2 separate regions of the Salvelinus alpinus genome follow, and region 2 is linked to region 1. A link is a contact called in public Hi-C data. All regions are on one chromosome and are shown on one strand. Each heading gives the region's core, a stretch centred on a gene start, on an enhancer-like site or on the middle of the called end of the contact. The rest is flanking DNA. Distances are from core to core; before and after follow the strand shown.

The links. A called contact is a pair of places that touch in the nucleus more often than the background predicts.
Region 2: a Hi-C map of red muscle shows a contact between it and region 1, with 14 times the contacts expected there. The contact joins the promoter of LOC139546647 here to the promoter of pofut2 in region 1. A contact is called at or near these places in 2 of 3 Hi-C or Micro-C datasets (muscle and red muscle).

What each region holds. Positions count from the first base shown.
Region 1 is chr20:30,458,741-30,462,135 of SLU_Salpinus.1, forward strand. It overlaps pofut2 (protein O-fucosyltransferase 2), which reads right to left and starts at 1,285. Exons shown (of 9, transcript XM_071355260.1): 1 at 1,059-1,285. The coding sequence starts at 1,249.
Region 2 is chr20:30,608,127-30,611,704 of SLU_Salpinus.1, forward strand. It overlaps LOC139546647 (trans-1,2-dihydrobenzene-1,2-diol dehydrogenase-like), which reads left to right and starts at 1,878. Exons shown (of 7, transcript XM_071355266.1): 1 at 1,878-2,046; 2 at 2,606-2,717; 3 at 2,947-3,110. The coding sequence starts at 1,957. It overlaps LOC139546645 (unconventional myosin-Ib-like), which reads left to right. Exons shown (of 29, transcript XM_071355265.1): 29 at 1-892.

The DNA.
Region 1 (3,395 bases), core at 35-2,534:
GTACTGTGTAAAAATGTAATTATGTTACCTCAAAGTTCACTGAAAATATAGAATAACCAAATATTTTAACACATATTTTAAGCTGGCATAATAGCAATGGTCATCACACTGGATTAATGACCTACTAAAAAAACAAGCTCACTTGTTGTGAAGATGTGTGTGTGTGTGTGTTTGTATGTCATGACTGTAAACACTTGGTTTAACAATTGACAATTACGCTACTGCAGCCTCACTCTATCCGTGATATCAAAGTCATTTTTGATCATGCGCAAAAATGAAATAAACGATGTGGTATAATTTTGATTATGGAAGATTGAATAAGTGTGCTTCAAACTATTTGCTTAGAATGATTTGTAGCTATCATCTATATGTACATGACAGTGCACCAGACTCAGTTTCCCCACCAGAAAACACGCGACACCGTAAAGTGTTGTATATTTGCGCACAATTTCACACGAAAACTGAAGAGCGGATGGCTTTGCGAGTGTCTGCTCACTTGACCGCAGTGAGCTATACCTCCCAGATACCCAGGTGATGTTCACTCATCGGCGGTCAACTGTAGCCTACATTTGAACATTTTGTGTTAGTGTTGTGCCTGCCATACAGGTTTGATATGTTTTATTTGTATTTAACCTTTAACTAGGCAAGACAGTTTAAAACAAATTATTATTTACAATGACAGCCTACCAAAAGGCCTCCTGCGGGGACGGAGGCTGGGATTAAAAATAAAAATATACGACAAAACACACATCACGGCAAGAGAGACACCACAACACTACATAAAGAGAGACCTGAGACAACAGTATGGCAGCAACACAACATGGCAGCAGTACAAAACATGGAACAAACAGCAAAGAAATATAACCAGGCAGATTTGATTTATTCTCAGTTTATAGAATGATTTCTGATTACATTATGTATCCCACGTCTTGAGCACATTTTTTTAAACTAAAATGACTGCTCTAGAAGCAAATAACATATTCTATGCGCCCCTAATACAATATTGAAATACAAGCTAAAGCAAAGGTAGGCCATTGTGTTTAGCCTGCACCCCCTACCGCAGATCCCGTGCTGCTGCAACGGCCGGTGAAAAAACGGTATTTCCTGCTCGGAATGTATCTTCAGTTTGACCTTCGACGACTACAGCGCTCAACGCGAGAAAAGACAAACACAATTTGATTAAAGAGTGCACAGAAAAAAGCCACAACACCGGCGAATTGAAACCTCTGCTAAATCTGTGGTCCGCCATTTTTTATTTAAGCAACGCACTTCCGGGAGGGTGAAGCGTCTGTGGTTACATAGCAACTGCATTGATTTGTGTAACAATTTGTTAACAGTGGGTGTGTAAGTAAATCTGCGCTCTGGTTGTTCGTATCAGTTATTCTGCGCTTTGACACACTCAGACAAGAGTGCTCTGAAATCGTAGTAAATAGCCAGAGCGAATTTACGAACGCACCCAGTATCTGAATGCGTTACAGGATCTGTTCGTAAATTCACTCTGGATGACGCTCAAAGCGTTGTCAAATTGTCGAAAATTCAGAGCGTTGTCAGATTGTCCGTTCGTAAATTCAGAGCCTTTCGTTATCGGAGCGTTCAGAGCGCACACTGGACGCTCTGGCGGTGGAGTATGGTTGATCCGAGCGTTCTGACCTCACAACAGCTGTCAAGCGCCGAAGCTTGCTAGCTACTTCCAGACACAAATAATAGAACACCTCACTGACTAGTTTACTCGCCCTAGCAGAGCTGTTTTCATGTTATCCAGGGCGTTGGTGACTATAACTGCTGCTCTCAACAATGGATTTACGCTTTACTGACACGGGCCATATTCAATGGGTGTTGAGTGTTAGTAAATTAATTCGTCAGTTCGTCAGAGTGAATTTACGAACGGACCCATAAGTATCACTACAGATCGAAGAATGATCCTGATGTATACATCTGAAGCATCCGGTAGGCGTTTCCACTCACCACCAAATATGGTGATGAGAGGAAGCCCAGTGACCGGCAGTGGGAAAAGACGGAGCGAGATGGATTTTGGCCGACATTCTGCAAATTTTTTCATCAACGAAACATTTGATCTCAATACAGTTTTATATTCCAGAAACTGCAGTCTTTTACGAACAGAGTGATCAACGTTTTGTAGACTTTAACCTTTGCCAAAGTTTTTTAAAATTGCGTTGTTTAAAAGGAGTGCAAGGCCCGATTGAGTTATTGCACACGCGCACTTCACAGAGTAGGCATTCCCTAACGGGAATATGCAAAAATATGCTAGAACAGGCCAATAGGATCTCGCTCGCTCTTGCTTGGCTCTGCCCGCCTCCTTGCTTGTCCTACCCACTGTGATTCATTTGCTGCCGTTGGAAACGACAAGCAGTGGTCTATCTTGGGTTAGTTATACAAATCTTTGGTATCACATGCCAATGTATGCGTGTGAGAAGGGGGTAGATTTTTAGGCTGCTCAATTATATTCTTCCTAATTTTCTTTCTATAAGTTTACATTATGTGCACAGACAGTAAGATTGGAATACAGTTTAAAAAGTCCCATTCCAGAAACATTCCATATCACTCAATTGATATTTTGGTATAATATGGCATATAATGAATATAATATAATAGAAAGATAGTAGAATATAAAAGCATTATATCCTATAAATGTTACTTTCAGCTAGACTTGATATTTTGATAGAATATAATAGATCCTACACATCAGTCACTGGCTTTATCAATAAGTGCATCGAGGACATTGTCCCCACAGTGACTGTACGTACATACCCCAACCAGAGAAGCCATGGATTGCAGGCAACATTTGCACTGAGCTAAAGGGTACCACTGCCACTTTCAAGGTGTGGGACTCTAACCCGGAGGCTTATAAGAAATCCTGCTATGCCCTCCGACAAACCATCAAACAGGCAAAGCGCCAATACAGGACTAAGATCGAATTGTACTACCCCAGCTCCGACGCTCGTCGGATGTGGCAGGGCCTGCCAACTATTACAGACTACAAAGGGAAGCACAGCCGCGAGCTGCCCAGTGACACGAGCCTACCAGTCGAGCTAAATCACTTCTATGCTCGCTTCGAGGCAAGCAACACTGAGGCATGCATGAGAGCATCAGCTGTTCCGGATGACTGTGTGATCATGCTCTACGTAGCCGACGTGAGGAAGACCTTTAAACAGGTCAACATTCACAAGGTCGCTGGGCCAGACGGATTACCAGGACGTGTGCTCCGGGCATATGTGCTGACCAACTGGCAGGTGTCTTCACTGACATTTTCAACATGTCCCTGATTGAGTCTGTAATACCAACATGCTTCAAGCAGACCACCATAGTGCCTGTGCCCAAGAGCACTAAGGTAACCTGCCTAAATGACTACAGTAGCACTCACGTCCATAGCCATG
Region 2 (3,578 bases), core at 628-3,127, 150 kb after region 1:
TTCTCAAACGTATGCTGTAGAGATAAGCACTCAATCACTGACTGTATCATACACATCAACTGTAAATGCTCAAACAGACCCAGCATGGATGGAGTATGTACGGATAAATTATAGTATCCTCATGCTAGTTCTCTTATTCCTGTGCTGCAGAAATATCTATATGTATTTGCCATTGCAATGTGGGCTGTTATATATATTTTTTGTAGCCCCACTCTGGCTAATAATAAATGCAGTGTTTTTCTTGGGATTGTGCGTATGGCCATGTAGTATATTCTTGGGAAGTTTTTTCAGAAATCTAGCAATCACAGCTTCACTGTCTGCTCTGCCTGTGTATGAATGTGATATACTTTACACACACACACGCCAATGTCACTTAAGTGATTGCTCTATTTGGAGGTATATTTAATGATATTCTTTATCGGGATGTTTTAGTGGGGGGGTTTGTACTGTTGACTTCAAGGTTAAATCAATGGGTTCTCTGGTGGTGGCAATGTGGAGGTGGAAGCTCAGCCAAACTGCTCTAGATCACATACCTATAGATTACTGGTGTACCTTAAAATAAATAACTTTTTTACATGTTTTTGTAATTCCACAGGTGGACTTGAGGAATGATTGTTGTTTTTTCCTTCCACGGGGGAAGATGTTGAACTGAGTCAATGCATGTTTGTGCTTCTCAGTTCTGTACAGTTTGAGATTTCAATGCAGTTTGCTATAACCACCTCTCTGTGTTTGTATTTGAAGTAAAATACGAAAATAAACTCAATGATGTATGCATTCTTGTTTTGTGCCTAATGTAACCTGCGCTACGAGATGGAGAACGTGGAAGTGTTTCAGTCCTCAATGTAACAAATTTACAAGTAATGCTTTTCAAATTAAAAAAGCAATAAATTGACTACTTTGTGATTTTGTTGGTTTTGAATGCATATGCGCATCAGTTCAGTTTATGATCTCTCAAGACAGATGTTTCCCAGTCAGCATTACCAGTCATGGACCGTTAACCATTGGAGGGGGGAAACGCAAACAAACAACATGTTAACTATCTTATATCCATCAAACTCAAGTAATACACTCTTTCTGAACTTTCGAGCTTATTCTAAACTCCTGTTATGCGTGTATTTTCACATATGTCCATCCACAATAGGCTATAGTACTTAAAGTGAACACTGTAAACTCCACCACTTCATCCATTAGATCAAACTGAGATTACATGTATCACTAGTGTAAAAGGTGAGCAGCTCTCCTGGTACACTGATAGCAAGGGGTGGGTGGACTAGACCAGGCAGCTACCCAAATGTTTTCCATCACATCTGGAGAGTTGTCCCTGGTTAAATTCTGCGGCTTGGGGAGACTGCCATCAGCAGTACCCTGGGAGCAGCCCTTGACAGATAATGCACAGATATAAATAGCCCACAATTATGGGCTGTCCTGGACCAAGTTCCCATCGTCTTGTAGTCTTCTACAGGCTGAGAAATGATGGTGTGGCCTATCCTTCTGTTGAGAAAACAACCAGCCCTCTGTGAGCAGGGCTAAGGGCAGACAGAACTGACAAAGCATCACATTGTGTCGACACATGTAGGCTACATGTGATCGACAGTGGATAAGAAATCAGCTCTCAATATAGAAATATAATCTATGAACACCATTGCAATAATTTGATTCATCCTCTTGTGTATAGAGTTTGAGTTTGGTGGTCTCTAAAATACATTTGGAACTAAATACCTGCATAATAGTATCACATCAGTGACGCTAATAAATAGACTTATGGGGCCCTCGGGGGTTGTCTGGGTTTCAGAGTTAAGCCTCTGGCGCCACTTAGTGGAATTCCAGTCAAGCAACCAGCTGAGATCGGCTACTGGTATTCTGTCTCTCCCTACTGGTGGGAAATATATCCTTATCAAAAAAGTCTGCTAAATCTATCTGGGGTAGATAGAGAGACGTGCTAGTTCAGAAGTAATCATGGCAACACGGTGGGGAATCTGCAGTGCAGGGAAAATCAGCCACGACTTTACAGTTGCTCTGAGGACCCTACCTCACGACGACCACCAGGTAAACGTTATTTGTGATTGGGAATGAGGAGGAATCCTAAAACCCTTGCGCGATTAGGCTACTCGCTTATAAGCAAGGGTGAAGTGTATTTTTGAGAAGACATTTGGTATTATTGCAGAATAATTTAATGAATGTTTTACTCGTTAGTGACATCAGTAAGAAGAAAACATATTTTTTTGTAAATAACTCCCATGTTCTGTGGTTGCGTAATTGTCCATTGATTTCATGTTGTGTAAATCTTTACCGTAATTCTCCTAATACTGGGCTAATCAATGTTAAGTAAGGCACAATGTGTAATTTCAACTGCCTGACCCTGCCAAATTGAGGAATGTGGTTGAGAAAAAGCTAACATAAATGTTGATGGGATTCAAGTAAGAAATTAAAGGTTATTTAAAACGCTATTATCACTCTAAATACTATTACCATCTATGACCACTTTAGAAATAAGCGTTTTAAGTGTTATCCCCTAGGAATACATCTTGTTGTATATATTTTTTACAAAATAAATTATATTCAATTGACCTCTAATTGAAACAATGAAAATGGTTATCTTTTTCAGATTGTGGCTGTTGCTGCTCGGAATCTCCAGCATGCACAAGAGTTTGCCAAAAAGCACAACATCCCAAGAGTCTATGGGAGCTATGAGGAGCTAGCAAAAGACTCAGACATAGGTGGGTTCTATCATGAAATCCCTTACCCTGGTACAGATCTGGTTAAAAAAAATGACCTTGACTCATGCTTTTGACAAGAGATACTGTATAGCCAAGGTGTTTGACCATTTCAGGCCACAAATCATCTGTAACCTTGGGATAAAACCTGATAACCTATGTGGTATAGGCTTGTTGCTTTAAATTGACTGGAGCTGTAAACCCATGCTCGTACCCCTATCTTTCTTTGCAGATGTGGTGTATGTGGGAACCATCCACTCTCACCACCTGAGCACAGGTAAGCTCTTCTTGACCTCCCATAAGAACGTGCTCATAGAGAAACCTCTGGCCATGAATCTAAGAGAGGTACTGGAGCTCACCAACACAGCCAAGGAGAATGATGTCTTTCTGATGGAGGTACTGTACAGGGGGACACCTGACACTTTAAACATGTTCATACAAGTTTACTCTAAAGCTCCTTCTGATCATATACTTCCACATACAGTACATCAACACTGACATATTTATACTGCGGTGTGGTTTGTCCTGAATAATATATGTTAGGCTGACGTTCAGTACCAGTCAAAAGTTTGGACACACCTACTCATTCAAAGGGTTTTTCTTTATTTGTACTATTTTCTACGTTGTAGAATAATAGTGAAGACATCAACACTATGAAATAACACATATGGACTCATGTAGTAACCAAAAAAGTGTTAAACAAATGAAAATATATTTGAGATTCTTCAAAGTAGCCACCCTTTGCCTTGATGACAGCTTTGCATAGTCTTGGCATTCTCTCAACCAGTTTCACGAGATAGTCACCTGGAATGGATTTCAATTAACAGGTGTGCCTTGTTAAAAGTACATTTGTGGAATTTCTTT